2 separate regions of the Callithrix jacchus genome follow, and region 1 is linked to region 2. The links are chromatin contacts, called in public Hi-C maps. All regions are on one chromosome and are shown on one strand. The core of a region is the stretch at or near the end of the contact, and the rest is flanking DNA. Distances in the headings are between cores, read along the strand shown.

Region 1 (5,600 bases), core at 1,260-3,759, 410 kb after region 2:
GACTTGAAAATAAGTATCTTCTGTATTTTTCTTTTGGGGAAAAATGTTGCAAAAGGGCTTTTGGCTGGTTCATATTATTTGACTTTATTCTCACTAGAGCTTCCTAGAGCTGTTACATTTCCAACTGCCTTAATTTTTAGCTGGCATTTCTTTGGAAACAGAGGTAAAAAAGGAATTTTTAAAAAGGAGGTGGGGAGAGAGTCTAGTTAAAAATACGGTGAACCAGTGTGCCCTGTGAACTGAATTGTAACTGTGTGTTCCAAGGAGGTGCTGCATTGCATTTCACTCATTATCCTCTCCTTTTCTCTCAAGCTTCCTGTCCTTCTGTGTCCGAAAGCTCCAGTTCACTTCTTTCTCTTTTCTTCCTGCAACGAACCCCCACCCCAATTCCCCGCCTTATTTTTTTTTTTATCTGCCAAGCTGGATTTGCACTTTTAAAGATCAGTATCAATAATGCCCTGCTTGTTTCGGTTGCACTCTCCCTTTAAAAGACAGCCCCCTCTAATTGATGCGTCTGGGCTAGTCTAGACTGGTAGTGATTGAACCAACCACCAATTATGTTATTCATTTCACTGAACTTCACTGATGGGCTCGGTGAGGAAGAAGGGGTGTTGAGAAACCTGCCCTTGCACTGAAGCAGTTGCCTGCTGAAATATAAAATCTCGTGTCGTTATGCACTCTTAAATGCCTGGGTGATCAGTTGTATGATAGCAACCTCCGAACATGAGCAATCCACTTGAAAACATGTACAAACCTGAGAGTGCCTTGAAATACAAACTAAAACACTTGTATTAAATTACTACCCTGTTATCATTGAAAATCACAGAAGAATTACATCTGGCATGTTTTTATTGATCCATGTATACATTTTCATAGAATAAACTGCAAATATATTTTAACTTCAAAAAGCACCAAATGTTTTTCAAATATTTGATACGAATAATGTGTTAATATGGATCCGTAAGTTAAATAGATGCCTTACTGTAATTTCCAAATACCTATGCATACACATCAGCTAAGATGGGGGAAGTCATTAAACCACTGAATATAAACTAACAATGACTTAAAAATCAAATAACTATTTTCTTTGAAGCACATTCGGACTATCAAAGGCTGGAAAGTAATATTCAAATATTACTACACAAGAGGTTTCAACAAAAGACGTGGTGCAATTGTTGCACAGTTCATATGCTCAATTTAATTTTCTGATACAAAATGGTTTCTTGATTGCAATTTGGCATCAAGGACTTAAAATTGCAATAAACACTTAAAAAAAAAAACAGGCAAAGAACAGTTTCCCTAATCTTCAACTACACGTATAAAACAAGGCTACAACAAATATAGTCTTTAGAGGAAGAAAGCATTTGGATTGGGGTTGATTTAGGTATTTTTCAAACATAGAAGAGAAATGTTGGCTCAAGAATATGAAAATGGTTTAAATAAAAATTTATACCAGAATTTTTCACAACAAAGGAAAGGTAAGTTACTGTTTCTCTTCACCAACTATAAGACAGACCTAAATCACTGAAATTATTCAGTTATCAAAAGTTACAGCTCAAGAAAACTACAAACTAGGTAATGCTTGTCATTACCTTAAGAAAGGATATTTTTACATGTATGGTTTGGTTGTTATAAAACCTTTTCTGGATTGAATTTAAGTACTGATAAAATTTTCTTAGTTTTAAAATGAAAAACAGTATTTGTTACTCCCCAAGAATAGGATAATTGTGTTTGCTGTTGTTGTTGCTTTCATTTTACATATTTAGAAGATTGATTTCCCATCTGCATCACTTTTGCATCCATAAAGTATATTTTGTAAAAGATGCCGAGCAAGGAGGCAGTATCCCCTTTTATTTCTAAAATATCTTGCGAAGTCATACAAACCTAATTGTTATTAATGCCATAAATTCCATCCTTTGTGTGGAATAGCAAGAATAGAATTTTAACCTATTAATATTTTAGTCCAAACTGTTAGTTTGCCTTTATCTGCATCTATGTGTTCACTGTCTAGCCATCCATGATACACGTGTGTGGACACGGAATATATAATATATTCACATGCCCATTTTAATTGAGCACAATTTTAAGATTAACTGTGGAGTTTGAAAGTTGGAGGCATGGGGCATGCTGGGACTTCAGCTGAGATGTTCTGAGGTCAAGCACCAGGTACTGAGCTGTTCTTGTTACGCTCGTATACTACTGCGTGTTGCTCTCAAGGAATAGACCATGCAGATGAGTTCCACAAGCCTCAGGCATCAGTAACATACATACATATACATAGCAGCCAACCCGCTATTAAAGCAGAATATATACCTACTTTAACAGAAATCCAGGAGCTGCCACTCTCTGGTCACCTGATCCCATCTAACAATGAAAACCTCAGAGGTATACTCAATCACTTCAGACAAACTTTCTTTTCTTTTGTTTTTGCTTTAAAGAATAAAGTTCCACCAAATTTCCGGGATGCAAAAGCACGACTCGCAGCTCCCAAGAGCCTAACCCGTGGATTTAAACGGTAAACATCACAAGTTAGGGTCTCAGGGACTGAGAGGAGCGCAACAATTTTTTTCTTTCTTGAGACAAAACAAAGCAAAACGAGAATGACAGGCAATTTCTGTTCGAGGTTCATTACTAAAATGCAACAAACAGGTGGTATGGTATTTCCTGTGTAAGCTCCCTTCCTTCGCAAAATTGAGAGTCCATTTAAGCATAATACACACACGCATACGCAGTGTCTGGGATCGCATATACAATCACGCACACACAGATACAATCACGAGTATATCAGAGAAAAACTCTTTCAAGCTTTGGGCAACATAGTTGACTAAAATGGAAAATAATATGAATAGACCCAGAAATGCCCAAGTTTTTAAAACCACAGTCTACGATAAGGACTTAACGTCTCTTCAAAGCTTTAATTTACAACTAGCACAAATGACTGAAGAGGAAATAGGAGGCATCTCTTTCCCCTAGGGCAAGCATGCCGCATGCAAAAAATCATAGAAATCGGGTTTTCAGAAGGAGAAGACCGAGAAGTAGGCTTCAGAGGCTATGGAAGTGTGAATACGAATAGCGTTCTCAACTCACCCATTCGAAGCGGCGCGGGGCCCGCACAGCCTCCCGTGGCACCATCCCGAGCAAGGGGGGGAAATGTGAGCTCTCAGTGCGCTAGGCTGGGCGAGGTGTTTCAATAGAGGACGGAGAACGGGGGCGGGGAGGGGAGGCGGGGGCAGGAAGCGATACACCAAATCTCGAGACTGTAACTCTGTAGCTTATGCTTTGACGAGAGAAAAAAGGGCAGTTGGGTGGGAGTGGAGGGAGGGGCTGGAACTGATCAAATTTGGAAAATATTCACTTAAATTTTTTTTTTAAAGGGTCGGGGGGGAGTAAGAAATCACCCCAGAGCTGCTTTTTTGAAAAATTTCTTCCTTCTTTCTTTAGCGTGCACTTTGCCAGTCCTGCAAACGGAGGCTTCGTCTGCATCAGCTGCTTGGCTGAAGTCAAGGCCAAATCACCAAGAGCGAGCACCAGGCTGTCATTTGGTAGACGCGAAGTGGGAAGGGCTGGGTGCGGGCTGGGGAGAGACATTCCCCCCGCACCTCCCGCTGCGGATTCTTTGAAGCCTTTAGCCAATATTTCAGAGGAATCCGAAGCATAATTCCCCTCCATCTTCGCAGACAGCCCCTGGTTCTGTATCTGATAGATGGTCGCTTTCCTCATCAGACTGGAAGTGGGGCTTTTCCGTGCTGCCTCCAAAAATGAAAGGAAAGGGAGGGGAGGCAGATGGGAAGATGACCCTTTTTCAAATTTTTCTTCTCCTTTTCCATTCTGTTTTTCATTTTTTCCTTTTTTGTTTTTCTTCTTTTATTCCAGGCCTGAGCAAGGTAGATGGCTGGCTAGTCAAACAGAATGACAAAGCAGCCACAGCCAGGAAGACACTGGAGAGGCCTCAACGCACTTAGTAAAAATTCTAAATATTTTTTAGATATTTCCATATGCAACTAAAAACAGTTAGAGCTCCAGACTCTCCCCCTCCCCTCCTTTAAAAATAGAATCATGCTAGCAAGGCAGCTAAATTATGTCTCTTTTCCCTCTGTACAGGGTCTGTTTAGCACCCCCACCCCCACCCCCACCTTCAAGACAACTTTTTTCTCACCTCTGTAGGTTCTTCTCAGGCACAATCCTCCGTTGAGCTCAGGGGCTCTCCTTTTTCTCTCCCTTCCCTTTTCCTTTTCCTCTCAGAAAAGCTAGTCCGTCATAATCACACCTAGCTTCTCACTCGCTGCTGGCTCAACCTCTCTCCCTTTCTCTTTTACTATTAAAATATAATAATAATAATGGCCCTTTCGACATAGCAGCATGAAGTGGCTGCCTTTGAGAAGCACATTTAATCTTTACTGGCTCCCCTAGGCTTCAGTGAAGAAGGAGAAGGCAAGGGGAAAAAAAAGGGAGAGAGAGAAAAAAAGATTGTAAGGGAGGCTGCTGACGGACAGCAGGCATCAGGCACAAATCAGCGACAAGTTGAATTTTCCTAGACCACACTGCCCCCTTTCTTCTCGGCTTGCTCCCTGGGCTCCTGGAAAGCCCGAGTGTCTGGTTACAGGAGGCAACGGGTCTACTTTTGCCAACCATGGTGCAGATTCCTTGCATGCCTGCTCAAATCTCTGGCAGAATAAGAAATCAATATCCCCCTCTAATCACCTTTAGCTCTTAGATGGTTTCCCCCCTTTTCTGAGAATCCACTTGGCTCTCCTCGCCGCTCCCCCGCCCTGCCAGGCTCCTACATACAAAGCTTGCAGCCCTGTCATTTCTCACTTCCTTCCATATCTTGGAGACAAGCCTCTCTTCTAATATCCTCTTGCGCTTGCTCCCTCTCTCTGTTGTAGTGTGTCTCATCCCTGACTCGCAGTGCTGGATGCACTAAGGCATCTCCCTTACTACTAATGAGACCAAAAATACATCAGCAGGTCAGGGGGAAGGCCAGACACTGTATCATACAAATACAAAAAATTTCTCAGCCTGCTAGACCCAGAGATCAGGTATCACATTTTCGAAAGAGGAAAAACAGGGAGGGAAAGAGGTGAAGAAGAGAGACCACAGTGCAGTTCTCTGCCTAATTGTTTCACATCCTAGGGGAATTTAAAGCACACGTGCGTGGATGAGTGCAGGTGATGGATTTTGTGAATCTTGGTGGCTTTTCTTTATGGACAGAAAGTCAACAATGTCCAAACATTTCTTTGCAATCAGCATTTAGCAGGATCAAAGAGCAGTGATTCAGATCTACATTTAAGATATGTAGACACTCTGTTCAGGCATGTGATGTCTACAGTGCTGAAATTTTCCTTCCTTCCCTGGCTGGGGTTTGCTCGTTGACTGTATTTGCAATATGTACTAATTTACCGTTTATGTGCCCTTGGATTTTAAAATGAATTCATCAGTCACTGAAGCTCATCCTAACCCTTTGCTTTCACTGCAGACATTTCCTTATTCCTGAGGCATGTTTTTCCTCTTCAAATATCGGACAGATACATATACACTTCATTGATCAGCCTCAAGTCACCCAATAATGACAAGTAATATTTCAGATGATAAAAAAGAGG
Region 2 (5,334 bases), core at 475-2,974:
GCAAGATCTGTGAGAATCAGGCTAGTTCTTATTTTTTGTCCAGCTGTAAAATAGGAAGGAGGTTTTTTTGGACTCATCCTGTAGACAGTGTTAAGTTCCCAGACCCACTCAAACAGCAGCTCTTTCTATACTTATTTAGTGGTGAAATGGAAAAAGGGACAGATTGGGCTCCAAGGGAGGGCATCCCTTTCCTTTTTGAACTTGGGAGTTTATAGGTAAGTGGGCAAAAATGAGCCTACAGAAGAGACTAACTTCCATGGGGATCAGCAGCATTTGCTCTTCTGGGAACTTCAGATGTGGGCAGCAGAGAGCTGAGGGTGTGTCCCACAGCTGCGTGTAAAGGGAGGCAGTGTGCTTAATGAGGTCTGCAAGCCTTGATCTTTTCATTTGACCCAAATTTTTCTCCCTTGGATTAACCTCTCTGTGTGCTGTTGGGAAGCACTGTTCATCTGGTTGCATCTCAGAATTTTGTACCTGGCCCAGAGGAGATGCCTGGGAGTGGAGTCTAGGTCCCCACCCAATTCTGATTGTGAGTAATGGATGCCGTTTGGATGGGAACGGTAGAGGATTTATCCTTAACGCCAGAGGGCTGGAGGTCAGAGCTGAAGCAGGTTGATTAAAATCGGTTACTCAGGGGATTTGACTACACAGCCCATAACTGGAGAAATCCAGCTTCTCAGAATTGCCCCAATACCGAGGAAAGGTAGATTGGAAGTCTGCAATCCTCACTTTTCCTCTGAACTCAGAGATGTCATTGTCTCAAACACGCACTTGACACTAAGCATACATTTCCTCTGACATATTTGTATTGTTTTTTAAACCGTATGACAAATAGTTGTGCTGAGTGAGTTCCGGGCACCTAGCAGGCAGGCAGTAAATATTTGCTGTGCATCGAAAGAATGCAGTTGGCTAGGCTGTCAGTATGGCTCGGATTCAGAACCATCCCAGCGCTGGGGTCTGAGGCTGAGAGGACTGCGTGTTGAAGGGCTGGTCAAACCCTGCCTGACCAGAATGGTCTCGGTGAATACTGGAACATTCTCAGACATGCTGAGCAAAAGCTACCATCGCAGGCAAGAGGGACGGTGGGGGGAAGTGCAGCTGGGAGTTTTCCTAGAGACGTGGTTCCTTTGTTCTGGTAGACTTCAGCCAGAAAGAACAGCAAAATTTTACTGTCTGCAAACCACCAAGGAGCTACTCCCCTCCCCCTTTACCTCCTGCCTTCCCAACCTGGGAATTCATTTGCTGCTTCTCTCTCCTCCTCCTCTGCCCTCGGACTGTCCCCAGGGACAAAGCTCTTTGTTGTGAACACTCCGAGACAATACGGAATTGCACAGTCCCCAGGGCACAATCGGGGCTGTTCTCCATGGAGAGTGATCGCGCGGGCTGAGACCCCCACCTGTTGATCTCCCCCTTCCCGGGGCGAGCGGCAACCTGCATTGTGCTGGGGACGCACGCGTTTCCACAGCAGGCTCAGCAGATGGTGCTGGTGAGCAAAGCCATTCCCGTCCCTCCCGCGCCCCTCCCCACCGCCAGAGCCTCGCTGGTCTAAAGCAAAAACAGATGTTTTCATCATTTCTGGATCTGGCATGTGACTCGCAGTTCAGCAATGCGCCGACATAACCCGGAGTTGTACGTCCCCTTCATCCCCCGCAAAATAAAAATCTTAAACTTAAACGAGCCTTCCTCCTAGGCGAGCCACTGACACATGATCTGTGTAATCCACGGGGCACATGTTTAATCGCGCTCCAACTGCAACTGCCTTTGCAGCCAGCCCCGGCTCTATAATTGGGAAGTTGTCTTGCTTTCCAGCGAAGACACGGGACAGCCAGACCAGCTATCTTTACACCACGGACTGGGAAGAGGCGCTAGCCTTTTAAAATAGCCCTGGTCTGGCTGGCTGGCGAACCTGTCTGCGTGGGAGCCGGTGAGCGGGGCCAGAACAAAACAGGAAGGCCGGGGCGGCGCGCCCTGTTCCCGGCGCCCTCGGCAGGTGGCAGCATTGGCCCGAGCTGGCCTCCGCCGCTGGCCAGCCCCAAAGCAGGGCCCTTTTACTTTCGGTGGCCTCAAAATTATTAGTTCCAGATGAGTTCTTGCAATTGTAATATTTGGTTTAACCCAATCTGCCCGATTGCGTCAGCGCACGTTCAAATACAGCCGTCTGAAGTCTAACCAGACATCAGAGGCATGTTTCAGGGGGTGTCAACGTTCCTTACCCTTTGAAAGAATTAAAGCAAAACAAAACAAAACAAAAAAGGAGGCTGATTTATCCCAAAACGAAAGAAGGGTGAACAGGCGTGGGGCTAGTGTGCCCGAGAGGGAGCGAGCCGTGGACATTTAGGGAAGGCGTAACAATGGAACTTTGTCCAGGAGGCCCGCTAGAGTGGAACTGGATTTATTTGTTGAACTAGGAAGGGACCTCTGGGTTCTTTGAAGGTTAGAGCAAATAAGCAAAACTGGTGTGCATTTGGTATACTAAGAGCAGAGTCCTTCAAGTCACGTAGGCCGCTATTGTCAGACACAAAACACAGTGCTTCTTGGGCTGGACCTCTGCTTGCCACTTGGCCTGGTGTCCCAGGAAGGGGGCAGAAGAGGAGGGGGCTACCCGTCTTAGCACACAGTTTTTAGGGGCCAAGGATGTAGACTGGGTTTCCTAAGGACAGCAGTCCAGGCCCCAGAGGACCCATTAGAAGACAGGAGCCCTGCAGGCCTTCTGGCGAGTGGACTGGCTGGAATCAAGTGTCTTGTAAACGGCCCTGCTGCGGTTTTACTGCCACACCCTGGAGCCGGACACGAGGGAGACTAGGGACCCATCCTGGTGGTTTCAGGGTTTTACAGATTCGTGAGCTGAAGCTAAATGACTCCCTCTGACCCCCAGGGCAGAGCAGCAAAATGTTCTAAGGGAGCCCAGAAATCCTGCTCCAACCACCAGCCAGAAAAGGGTGTCTGTCTTCTCCCTTAGCGGAGACAGAATAACCTGGCCTTGAAAAGACAGCCTCTGTCAAGCGGTCCTCCATTCCCCTTCCCCCTGCCTGCACCTCACTTTTAAATCTGTGCTCAAATTCTTCAAGCACCTCTCTCAAGTTTGCAAGAAAGATTCCTGCTAGTCGACTGCAGGGAGCCTGGCCGTTTCCCTGCAGGTCTCTGGCTCAACATGGTACTGATCAAAAGCCAGCATCAGTCTGGCAGATGCTTCAAGTCCCGCATGTCGGGAGCTAGCGGCTGGCGCTGGCATCAGCCAGGCAGGCAGACAACGCGGCCATCTTGTTAGATGTGGTTGGGGCCTCGCTCGTCCCTTCCCTGCTGCAGGGGCCGCCCCACTGTGTGGGGGAGGCATAGGAAAAATGGTGGGACCGCCACATATCTGGCCCAGTGCCTCCATAGTGTGTAGGGACCCAGACTTCCTGCTCTCCTCCTTTCAGTCAGAAAACTACATGTGTCCCTGCAGTTGGTTGGGAAAGTGCTGATTGTCTTGATGGGAGCCTCACCCTGATCCTAAAGGGGGCTTGGCCCTGGGGGGAAATAGGCAAGTTAGGCAGACAGGTGAGTACAGTGGTTCAAGGCCTGTGTGTCTGAAATGGCTGAGGAATTCCTTTTCATTGCTTCACTTACTTTGCTCCCTTCTGACAATCAGCTTTTGGACGTGCTCTAATCCAGAAATTCTCAGTCCTGCCTACTTAAGAATTGCCTGGACCCTGCCACCAGAGCTGCTGAAATCACAATGAAAAGGGGTTGGAGATGGGGTCACCTCCTTCCCAGGTGGTTATATACAGCTAGAAGGAAACAAACAAACAAAACACTGCATTTCTTTTTTTTTTTTAATTGTACTTTAGGTTCTGGGGTACATGTGCGTCATGCGGGATTGTTGCATAGGTACATACATGGCAATGTGGTTTGCTGCCTTCCACCCCCCATCACCTATATCTGGTATTTCTCCCCATGTTATCTCTCCCCACCCTCCCCACCCCCTTGCTGTTCCTCCCCTGGTCCTCCCCAACTGACTGCAGTGTGTGATGCTCCCCTCCCTGTGTCCACATGTTCTCATCTTTCAACACCCACCTATGAGTGAGAACATGTGGTGTTTATTTCTGTTCTTGTGTCAGTTTGCTGATAATGATGGTTTCTAGATTCATCCATGTCCCTATGAAGGACACAAACTCATCGTTTTTTATGGCTGCATAATATTCTATGGTGTATATGTGCCACATTTTCTTTATCCAGTCTATTGTTGATGGACATTTGGGTTGGTTCCAGGTCCTTGCTATTGTCAACTGTGCTGCATGTGTCCTTATAGTAGAATGATTTATAATCCTTTGGGTATATACCCAGTAATGGGATTGCTGGGTCAAATGGTGTTTCTATTTCTAGGTCCTTGAGGAGTGGCCACACTGTCTTCTACAATGGTTGCACTAATTTGCACTCCCAACAGTGTAAAAGAAAATATTGCATTTCTAACCAAAACTCTCTTGCTTTACAGATGAGGTTCCTAAGAGTTAAGTGGCTCAGCCAAGGTCAAACAAATTAAGTCCAAGTCTGGAATTTCTGTGTAAGACCCCCTTGCTCTTCAGCAGTGATTGAGGCTTTTCCTCAATCTTTGAACCCATGAATGACTGAGCCAGTCACTTCTTTTCCCTGTTTAATGAAACCCTCCATCAGCCACAACCTGTGCTGCTGCCGTTGCCTGTAAGAAATTCCTCTTATAGTCGGCTCTCTGTATCCATGGGGTTATTCATCCATGCATTCAACTGGTCTCGGATACAAAATATTTTTAAAATATATACACATATGGATGGCTGTGTCTCTACTGAACATGTAGACTTTGTTTCTTATCATTATTCTCTAAATAGTATATCAACTATTCACATAGCATTTATATTGTATTAGGTATTGTAAGTAATCTAGAGATGATTTAAAGTATATAGAAGGATGTATGTAGGGTTTTTTTTGTTTTTGAGATGAAGTTTCACTTTTTTTGGCCAGGCTGGAATGCAATGGCATGATCTTGGCTCACTGCAACCTCTGCCTCCCGGGTTCAAGAGATTCTCCTGCTCAGTCTCCTGAATAGCTGGGATTGCAGGCATGTACCACCACACTTGGCTAATTTTGTCTTTTTAGTAGATATGGGGTTTCTCCATGCTGGTCAGGCTGGTCTCGAGCTCCCGACCTCAGGTGATCTGCCCACCTCAGCCTCCCAAGTCTTGTATAGGTTTTACGCAAATCCTACACCTTTTCATCTAGAGGGACTCGAGCATCCAAGAATTTTGGTATCTGTGAGGGTCCTGGAACTAATTCCTTGCAGATACCGAGGGAGAACAGTATTTACTGGGGAATTTTCAA

What was found. Hi-C and Micro-C count contacts between places; a contact is called where the count stands out from the background.
Region 1: a contact with region 2 is called in a Hi-C map of skeletal muscle, with 7 times the contacts expected there. The contact joins two enhancer-like sites. A contact is called at or near these places in 3 of 3 Hi-C or Micro-C datasets (induced pluripotent stem cells and skeletal muscle).

What each region holds. Positions count from the first base shown.
Region 1 is chr10:21,718,687-21,724,286 of calJac240_pri, forward strand. BLID (BH3-like motif containing, cell death inducer) reads right to left here. Exons shown (of 4, transcript XM_054241646.2): 3 at 4,157-5,600; 4 at 1-3,746. The region is part of intron 5 of LOC108593745 (a long non-coding RNA gene); the gene reads right to left. Among named protein-coding and RNA genes, the nearest start is that of BLID, 19 kb to the right of the region's middle. Within about 2 kb of position 2,510, at least 10 of the 16 cell types and tissues checked have an H3K27ac peak or open chromatin away from gene starts, as enhancers often do. A contact at or near this core is called in skeletal muscle, where this site is marked.
Region 2 is chr10:21,311,102-21,316,435 of calJac240_pri, forward strand. No RefSeq gene overlaps it. Among named protein-coding and RNA genes, the nearest start is that of SORL1, 190 kb to the left of the region's middle. Within about 2 kb of position 1,725, at least 13 of the 16 cell types and tissues checked have an H3K27ac peak or open chromatin away from gene starts, as enhancers often do. A contact at or near this core is called in skeletal muscle, where this site is marked.